Linked DNA regions of Hordeum vulgare: region 1 is linked to region 2. A link is a contact called in public Hi-C data. All regions are on one chromosome and are shown on one strand. Each heading gives the region's core, a stretch centred on a gene start, on an enhancer-like site or on the middle of the called end of the contact. The rest is flanking DNA. Distances are from core to core; before and after follow the strand shown.

Region 1 (4,966 bases), core at 1,908-4,407, 42 kb after region 2:
GCGACTCCGGCAGGGGCTAGGGCGGCGCGGCCGGCGGGAGGCCAAGGCGACGACGAGCAGGGCTCGGGTGAACCCGGCCGAGGGAGCTGGTTCCCGGCGACAGGCGAAGCTCGGTCACCACGGCGACCTACTGAACAGGATGAGAAGAGAGATGAGATGGGAAAGAGAGGAAAGGGGGGGGGTCGTAGAGGATGAGCAGAGCGTTGCATGGCTTCGGGCAACGGCGCTGGTGTGCTTCGGGCACGAGCTCCTGGGCACCATGCATGGCGGCGCTGGAGGGAACGATGGGGAGAAGAGGAACGAGGAGAACGAGACGGGGAAAGGAAGGGGTTGGCGGCGGCACGAGGGAAACGAGCGAGGAGCTCGCTCCTTAGCGCTAGGGTTCGGCGGGCCGTCTCGGCGTTGGCCCAGCTCGCTACAGGCTGGGCTTCTCTCTCTCCCACTAATAAAAAAAATGCCTTGCACAAAATAAAAAAATAGCCGCTATAAAAAGAAAATACCACAACCAAAAGAAGAAGAATTTAACTAAAACAAAAATACCTTTGGGCTCCTTAAAACATGCTCCAACTATAAAAAAATAGACTGGGCATTTTTGAAGAACAAAAATCAAACCCCTTTTTTTAGATAAAATTAGGCGCTGGTTTTAAATAAAACAAAAGGCGAAAAATTAACCAGAGGGTTGCCCCAAATAAGAGGGAGTATTTTTTTGAAAGAGGAGGAACATTTTATTTGGGCAAAATTAGAAACTGGAATTGCCTCAAAAGAATTAGGAGAGGAGAGGGGAGTTTCCTATCGCACTAAAGACTCTGAGAGCATTTGAAGCACTCATAACTCAGAACACACACACGCAACAGATGATGCAAGATGCCATGATGCAAACTAAATGACGATGCAACCAACAAAATAAAATAGCCACACGACGGAAACGGAATAAAGGAGGGAATCTTCTCGAGCGTCGGTCTCGGGATGTCACACATACACACTATGGGTGAGCCACTCTTCAAGATATCTTCACAAGTCCATTGCCACCACAATGGACGACAAGCTTCAAGCATGATATCTTCGTGATGATCCACTTAAACTTGCACATCGCAATCTTGATGACGATCACCACTTGACATAATTCTCCATGGGTTGTATGAGATCTTCCTCTTGACGCAAGCCCATGGAAACACACCTAACCCCACATAGAACTCTCATAAAGACCATGGGTTAGTACACAAACACGTAATGAAAAATGGTTACCATACCATGGGATCACTTGATCCCCGTCGGTACATCTTGTACGCTTTGTGTGTTGATCATCTTGATTTACTCTTTGTCTGACGATCTGGATCAACCTTGTGTCTCTATGACCATTCTTTGGATAATACCTTGAATACCACCTTGGTCATCATATAACTCCTTGAACCCAACAGATGGACTTCAAGAAGTGCCTATGGACAAATCATATAAATATAACTTAAGGCAACCATTAGTCCATAGGAATTGTCATCAATTACCAAACCACATATGGGGAGATATGCTGTAACACTATTTGTTATTCGTGTTGGCTATGATTCAGAACTACTTAGTATTGTCGAACTAGTTGGTCTTTGCTGTGTTAAACTAGTTGCTGCCAATTTGTTATGTGTGACAATGTAAACCGGTTTGATATGTTCAGTGTGATGAACTATTTGTTCTTTGTGTGCAAATGAAGTATCTTTCGAGGTGTGATGCATACTAAAATGTGTGTGATCTGCATACTTTTCATTTGCCAACTATTGAATTGTTGTGCCAAATTTCTTGAATTGGCACATGGAGAGTATGGCGTCTTGGTGACCCAACTCCATGAAGCATATTATTTGAAAACAAATTCAAACTTCAAACTTTCTAAACTGAAAAAAATCCAAAAAAAGATAAGCAACTATACAAGGATGAAATGTATATGTGTGTAAAAATTCAGGATAAAATACGTTTAAATGCAACCTCTACAAAAAAGTCAATTTTTTGGATTTTAAGGATGAATAGTATCATTATTATTTTTGACTTGGAACTGTAAGGGTAACACCCCACGGCAAAAACTTTTATTCCCAAAACTTATACAATATATACGCATGAGGTAAAAAGAGAAAAGGAACTAAAAAAGTACAGATGTAGAAAAGTACAAGACTCACCTCAAGGAGGTAAAAAGGAGATCCATCTAAGCATATCATCCTTAAACTTAACTTTAATCCTATGAGCTAAAGAGACATATTATGGATAAAAGTGGCTCTCCACCTCCTGAAAGAGGGCCTGATATTCCTGAAGACTCTATCATTTCTAACAGTCCAGATGTTCCAACAGGTCATGAACACAATCTCAGCAAAGAAAGGTTTTTGGAAGTCCCGTGTGGCAGCAAAAGCAATCTCAGCCATATTGTCACTAGCAGGCCATGAGATCTGAAGATAATTCCACACCCTCCAACTGAAGTTATAAAGTGCCTCAGATTTATCTTTTTCTACACAGCCCTCACTTTAACAGATTTGTCCTGAAAATTTACACACATGTACATTATGACTCCATGTATGTGTGTACTTTTTTTTAGAATTATAAAAAATATGTATTTTGGCAAATTCTGAATTTTGTAAAAAGGCCTCCATGAAGCTCGGTCTTCAAAAGCAATTTTCGCTTGAATTGAAACTATAAAGTTCAAATAAGTTTTTCAGACCCTACCGTCATACACCTTGACGGTAGAATGTGAAACCCTACCATTATATAAACGAATTCCCGTTACAACAACTTTACACACGAGGTCAGACTCCTACCGCCATAGTTCCTAATGGTAAGGTCTTGCATCCTATCGTCTTATACTTGGCGGTACGGCCGTTACGCCACGTGAGCCCTTCGGCTGGCAGTTGACGGCCGCTGTTGTTACTCGACTGTCAGATACCTATAAACCTATCGCCAACCTGTGTAACAATGAAAAACGGTCAAATCCCGAAAAAATTTCGAAGCAGGATCGCATCCTGCTAAACTTTTGACAAATGGTCAAAACACGAAATTTTTGCCGCTCGTTGTGCCTCTGTAAGCTGGAAGCCTACGGTGTCGGCCTCACCCCCCACACGGTGCTGCCGCTGCTGCGCCCATCGCCAGCGCTTCACGCTATATATCCACCCCGTCGTCGTGTGAGTCTCACCAGGCAGATCGAGCCCTGCGCAGCGAGGGGAAAGAGACACACACAGCGCCACCAGGCAAGTAGTAGTAAAAGGCAAAAGCACGGCACATTAAAAGAGAGGCCAGCCCAGCCCCGGACCGGACCGGAGCCAAGCAGCAGCCGCAGCCGCAGCCGCAGCAGAGGAGAGAGAGAGGGAGGGAGAAGCATATATGGCGATGCCCTTTGCCTCCCTGTCGCCGGCAGCCGACCACCACCGCTCCTCCCCCATCTTCCCCTTCTGCCGCTCCTCCCCTCTCTACTCGTAAGCCGGCCGGCCGGCCGGCCAACCGCCTCACTTCTTTCTTCGTATCTGCTTCCATCTTAGCTCGAGGGGTTCGCTAATGCGGTGACCGTCTCCGGCGCCTGTGTTGTGTTCCGTGTGTGCAGGGTAGGGGAGGAGGCGGCGCATCAGCATCCTCATCCTCAGCAGCAGCAGCAGCAGCACGCGATGAGCGGCGCGCGGTGGGCGGCGAGGCCGGCGCCCTTCACGGCGGCGCAGTACGAGGAGCTGGAGCAGCAGGCGCTCATCTACAAGTACCTCGTCGCCGGCGTCCCCGTCCCGCAGGACCTCCTCCTCCCCATCCGCCGCGGCTTCGAGACCCTCGCCTCGCGCTTCTACCACCACCACGCCCGTACGTACCCCATCCCTTCCTCCTCCTACCCCGGCCAGGAGTAGTACTTGCTTTTTTGCATTCGCCATGCGATTTGCCCGGTTGTTTATTCGGATCGAGCACTTGCTTTTGCATTCGCCATGCGATTTGCCCGGCTTGTTTATTGGGATCGAGAGATTCAGGTGTGCTCGACCCCCATCCCATGATTCCCATCTCTTTGTTAATTGCTCCGGTCATTTGTTAATCCCTCCCCGGATTTGGCCGAGCAAAAGTCTCATTATTCTAATCCGAGCAAGCCTCGTGCCCCTGTTCAAAGATTTGCTCCTACCATCACCACCTACCACCATCCAGCAAGCATCCCCTGCCTCGCCGGGTCTTTTAATTTACTTGGGATTTCATTCTCATGTCATGTCATGTGCTATGATTTGATTAGATGGCGCTAGTCGAGTCTTGGGTTAGTTTCCATTGGTCCTTCCGTGGCAAGGGGGTTATTCCTGTCTGGTTGTTGGGAGCCTCACCCACGCATTCACTCGCTCGCTCGCTGGTCATGTCCTGCCACGGCCGATCTCACCGATCCATCCTGCATCGCATCACATGGACCCCCGACGAAAAAGATCGGCAATCAACCACGCACAGCTCCTCCTTTCCCCGGAAATTATTTCGCATACGTCCTTCCTTCCTTCGTTCCTTCCTTCTTGCGGGGTAAATGATTGGTTTGGTGGGGTGGGCACACAGATAGATCCAGGACGAGGACGACCGCCTTCGTCCGTCCCTCCGGCCGGCCGGCGTCATGATTGATTGCTACCTGCTACGGCCTTGGACTGGACGCGTCTCCGTTCTTCCGATCTCGCGTCTCCTCCTGAGTTGATTTCTTGGTCCCTCCGGATGAGCACCGACACATTCCAAGTGCGTACAGATGTATGGGGTATTTATCATGAAAAAGCATTCTTGACGTGGGTGTTTTTCGTTGTTTGCAGTTGGGTACGGGTCCTACTTCGGGAAGAAGCTGGATCCGGAGCCGGGGCGGTGCCGGCGGACGGACGGCAAGAAGTGGCGGTGCTCCAAGGAGGCCGCTCAGGACTCCAAGTACTGCGAGCGCCACATGCACCGCGGCCGCAACCGTTCAAGAAAGCCTGTGGAAACGCAGCTCGTCGCCAGCTCCCACTCCCAGTCCCAGCAG
Region 2 (5,039 bases), core at 1,832-4,331:
ACATTATATGTTCTCCTACCTTGTGGGGCTTATGGTTGCTTCGGAATGAATTTGTCTTTCACGGAAGGAGGTGGTGAAATATGCGTTGTATCATCGATCTAGTGGGTTCTTTGATCAGGCAATGGAAAATACTATGCTGAAACGTCCAGGGTATTCTTCTTCTCTGGGCCTTAAGGCTTTCGGATCATCAAAGAGGGGAGTTGCTTAGGATTGCCTACTAGTGTTGGTAGATTTTGGCACGGAGGAGGCGATTTTGGTGCTAGTCGTGTCTTATCTTTCATGCCTCTCTCTTGTCATGTAAGAACAAAGTTGTAATAGGGCTAGACCCTGGTTTTGCATATGTGGATGATACTTCGGTTGTCCACCTAGAGCTACTTTGCATAACTCGGGTCTAGCTTTGCCTTGGTTTTAATAACAGTTCAGGCTAGGGAGAGACCCTTCTCTTTTCAAAAAAAATTAATTGCTTTAACCAAAATGTTCATAGCATTTATCAAAAATGTTCAATGTGTTTAAAAAAATTAATGTACTACAAAATGTTCAACTTTTTCTTCATTTTTGTTAAAATGTATCTCATTTTTCAAAATTGTATTGAGAAGAATTTCATTGTCTACCTGAAAAAAAAATGTCAAACATGCATATGAAAAAAGTTCAACGTGTATCTAAATAAAATTCGATGTGTATTTAAGGAGCGAAAAAAGTGAAAACCAAAATAAAAAGAAAAAACGAATAGAGAAAACTCTAAAAGGAAACTAAAAGATAGTCAATGTAAACAAATAGGGAAACACACAAAAAAGGAAAATGAAGAATATGATAAAAAAAAAGATAAAATAGAAAAGTGAAAGTGTGTTATATCGACTAGAGGGGGGTGAATAGGCGATTTTTACAAATTCGTTAGTGAGGAAATACTAGTTGGGGAATTTGCTAAGTGACGAAATACTAGCAGCGGAATAAGTACTCAAGTGCATGTAAAATATAGAAGTAGCATATTCATCAAGATGAAATGAAGCATACACAAAGCACGTGTAGCGTGTAAACAGGATAAGCAGGCGAAGAACAAGGTAAGTCAAGAATTTAAGATGAGAAAATTGAAAAAGTCTTCAATCAAAGTCTTCAAATAGTAACAATCAATTTCATCAGCAAGTACTCAAGGAAATGAAAGGGTTGAGGAAATAGAACGAGGAGCTCGGTGAAGACAATGATTTGATGACCCAGTTCCAACTGTTATGATAGCCGTACGTCTTGTTTGGAGTGGCTTGGTGTTTAAATCAAAGGGCACACAGTCCGAGGACACAAAATCCTTACTGTATTCTTCTTGAGCTAAGGTCACTTAGTCGCCGCCCAACACTCGTGGTAAGCCTTCAGGGCAGACTTCCAAACCCTCACAAACTCGGTCCTCCAGCAGTCCACAAATCCTCTTGGATGTTTTAGACCATGACGCCTAGCCGTTTGGAAGATACACAGTCTTCAAAGGTAACAAGCATCAGTTTCACACAGGAACAATCTCTTCAATAATGCTCAATCACTTTGGGTTTGGGGTTTTTGGAGTTTTTGGTTTTTCCTCATTAATGATTTTCACTCGAAGTCCTCGGAGGATGTTTTGCTCTCAAATGACACTTGTCAAGTTCTCTCTCGTAGGAGCCAACCAACTAGTAATTATGGGGATGGCAATTTATAGCCAGGGTGCAACCCGACATGATATGACATAAATGCCTCCGATGATATGGCCGTTATGTGGATAAGATATTTGGGACAGCTGACGCTAAGCACATCAACGGTCGGAATTTCGAACTATGAAAGTCCTCACGGCTATCATGTTCCTCACTCGTAGGCAATTCGCACTAGCGAAATCCTATCTCCTTAGTGAGAACAAATGTTCTGAGAGATGAGAAGAATATCGTCTCTGTGAGTGATGAATTTGACTGAACTATAACAGATTTTAAAAGACTTCACCCGAAGCATTGGGTATGTGTAGGCTTTGAGATGAGCATTAGTTGGAAATGTTTCTTAGTTTTACCTCGACCCCTTTGAACAGAACGGTGTTTCCTATGAGACAAAGAAAGAAAATGAAACTACGAAAAATAAAAATCTTCATGCTTCATAGTCCTTGCATCAATATCTTCAAGATCACACCAATTTATTCACTTTCAAAGTCTTCAAGAAAGTATTCAAAGTCTTCAGTTAAAGACATTCATTTTTAGGGGTCAACATCCGTCTGATAACCAAACTCCTTAGGGAACTATAGTTGTGTACACTCGTAAACACACTAGTCATTTAACCTATAAGTCTTTAATACATCAAAAATTATTAAAGGACACTAGATGCACTTACAAAATGTAAAAAAATGCAAGAAAGATTCTAAATTCGATTTGTACCGTTGTACAGAACCATCTCAAAATCGCTATGGGGCAGTCTACTAAGGCGAGCAAAATAGCCGAGCGGGTTCGGGCCAGACAGAGCTAGCTCTCGCCATAAGCGAGACATAGTTCCCACATTCAAGGATGCCTGGCATCTAACTAGTACTCCCTTGGTACCTAAATAGTTATAGTTGGAAAGAACTAAACTAGCACTCTCCAACTACAATTATTAAGGTATAAAGGAAGTACTATATTTACTTAGTAGTGATAAGACTAATTGACAACACATCCTACATATAGTTTTACTGACATTGGAATGATTTAAGACAAGATTCTTTATTGTATCAACCGCTCCACACTCCATTCTAGGGTTTGGATCCACAGACGAAGCGATCCCACGACACAGTGGTTCACACATCATTGTCACCCATAAACAGAGGATCTGGATCGTCGTACAAACGCGCTTCAGAACGGCCTACCGATCCGGTGGATCAAGCAGTACATTCAGGCAAGGGCCAGGGATCATCGTCGGGAGATAGCTAGCCTTTCCTTTCTGCACTATTGCCCCCAGGCCCGAGCGGGCGAGCCTGTCGGCGCATCGGCGGCAGCAGCCGTCGTACAGACGACGTTCCACCCAACCCAACCCAACCCAACCCAACCACCGCGAGCGAGGCAGCGGTGTAACAACCAAACTGAACTCTGCCGCCTCCTCTCCCACGACCCGCTGCCGGGCCGCCTTTGCGCCACGTGAGCCGGCCCCCGTTTTGGGCGCGCAGGCGCAGCCCATGTCCCATGTGGTGGATCGACCGTCGTGAAACGAAACGAAAGGGGGTCCATGATTCGGTGGGCCCCCCGTCTCCATTTCCAACCTGTCGCTCGTCGCCTCACGCAAGCTCGCCGCTATGGTGCTGGTGCGGTGATCGTTTGAGTGATTCCTACTTCGGCCTGTTTGGATACTCTAGCTTAGCTAGTGGTTAGAGTTAATTTATAGCTGATGAGTAACCCTAAACTAATTCTAGTCAAATAGGTGTTTGGATGAAAGGGTTAGATTGACAATAGATGCACTTTATGAAAAGAGAAAAGTGATATTTTAATGGGTCCCATGAGAACTAGCTTCAATTAGCATCTCTTGACTGGTGGTGCAGAGAGAGAAAAATATTTTTTAATGAACCTCATGAGAACTAGCTCCAATTAGCACCTTTTGGTTGGGATAGTTTTTTTGGGTGAGTTAGATGCAACTAGCTTCAATCTAATCCTTATGTTTGGATACTTTAGGGCTAGTTGAACCCAAACTAGCTCAAACTAAGAGGGTGTTTGTTTCCAGGGACTTTTTGGTGTAGGGCTAAAAAAAGTCCCATGTGAAACAAACAGGAGGGACTTTTAGGGACTAAAAATAGGTATTTGGGACTATTTGGAGAAGTCTCTATGGGAGGGTCTTTTTGAGACTTTTTGGCACTTTTTTCAACAATGCCCCTACTTTTAGCATGTCATTTAATAACTAATAATACATTACTAAGGATAACATGGTTTTTTTACATGTCATTTAATAACCTCTACTCCGTATTTAGTCCCTGAAAACAAATGGATAAGAACTAGAGACTTTTAAGTTGGGACTAAAAAAAGTCTCAGAATTTCTGAAACAAAGAGGGCCTAACTCTAGGACATGGATCCAACCAGGTCCTTCGTTCGACTGGCTTTCCATATTCGATGCATGCATGCATGCATGTTACTCATCGTTTGCTTGCTGTTGTTAACTTGGTACCGCTACTGCGTCAACAGGATCTCAAAGGGTATTAGTGAAGCTAAAACTGACACGACGATGTAATGGATCTCAAAGGTTCGGTTTGGTAATTTCAGTGTTTCTGAAAGAAAAGGCGTTAAGCTACTGATAATGCCAGCTTTAAGGGTGGGTTCAGGTGCTGTTGCCGGTGGTGGGAGCATGCATGGCATTGGCATGGGTCAGCTGCCTGCGCGCGTAGGATCTGACAGGTGCTGCTGGTACATGTCTTGTCACCCAGAAGGGATCTGGCCTCCTGACGGCCACAGCTAGCTAGGTTGGCCTAGCTGGGCGTCAATCGAGCCAGCCGCCTCCCGCCCATACTCCTGTCATCATCATCATCATCAACCACAAAGCAAAACGAGTCGTCCATCGTCGGCATTGCGGTGTGCGGTGGGACGCGCTGGATGGTCTCCCGACTCCCGTCACGGGCCAGTTTACTAGTGGTATCATCAATCCTGCATTAGGTACTGTACTATACTGTGCATGTGTATATCAGTAGGCTGTACAGTAGCTCTGAGTAAGTAAAATACAGCTACTGGGTGTAGCCTGTTCTAACGTGGAGTAATTTACCGCTGCGCTTGGAAGAAAAAAAAATCTAGTACGTTTATGATGCTACTGTGGCATCATTGATGACACAGCTGGGCTCCCGTTTCCTTGCGCCCAGCAGGCGGACATGGCGAGAAAGTCACCCCTTCCCCTTGTCATTCAATTTTATGAAAGTGGGAAGCAGGCATCGATCTCTGACCATTTGACCCGCCCAGCCCAGTCGCCGCCCTCGTAGCTTTCTCCAGCCCCCCACTTATGTACATACAGTACGTACGGTAGTACCAGTAAAAATTACAAACGAAGGTCACGGGAGGTTTTGGAGCCCGGAAGTTCAATTTCAAAAGGACAGAGCCGTTCGT

The links. A called contact is a pair of places that touch in the nucleus more often than the background predicts.
Region 1: a Hi-C map of leaf shows a contact between it and region 2, with 3 times the contacts expected there. The contact joins the promoter of LOC123427726 here to the enhancer-like site in region 2. A contact is called at or near these places in 3 of 6 Hi-C or Micro-C datasets (leaf and seedling) and 1 of 1 datasets of contacts at active chromatin or transcription factors (embryo).

Annotation. Positions count from the first base shown.
Region 1 is chr2H:607,224,092-607,229,057 of MorexV3_pseudomolecules_assembly, forward strand. LOC123427726 (growth-regulating factor 3-like) reads left to right here and starts at 3,158. Exons shown (of 4, transcript XM_045111843.1): 1 at 3,158-3,437; 2 at 3,563-3,807; 3 at 4,764-4,966. The coding sequence starts at 3,346.
Region 2 is chr2H:607,182,445-607,187,483 of MorexV3_pseudomolecules_assembly, forward strand. No RefSeq gene overlaps it. Among protein-coding and RNA genes, the nearest start is that of LOC123430763, 11 kb to the left of the region's middle. Within about 2 kb of position 3,082, at least 3 of the 3 cell types and tissues checked have open chromatin away from gene starts, as enhancers often do. A contact at or near this core is called in leaf and seedling, where this site is marked.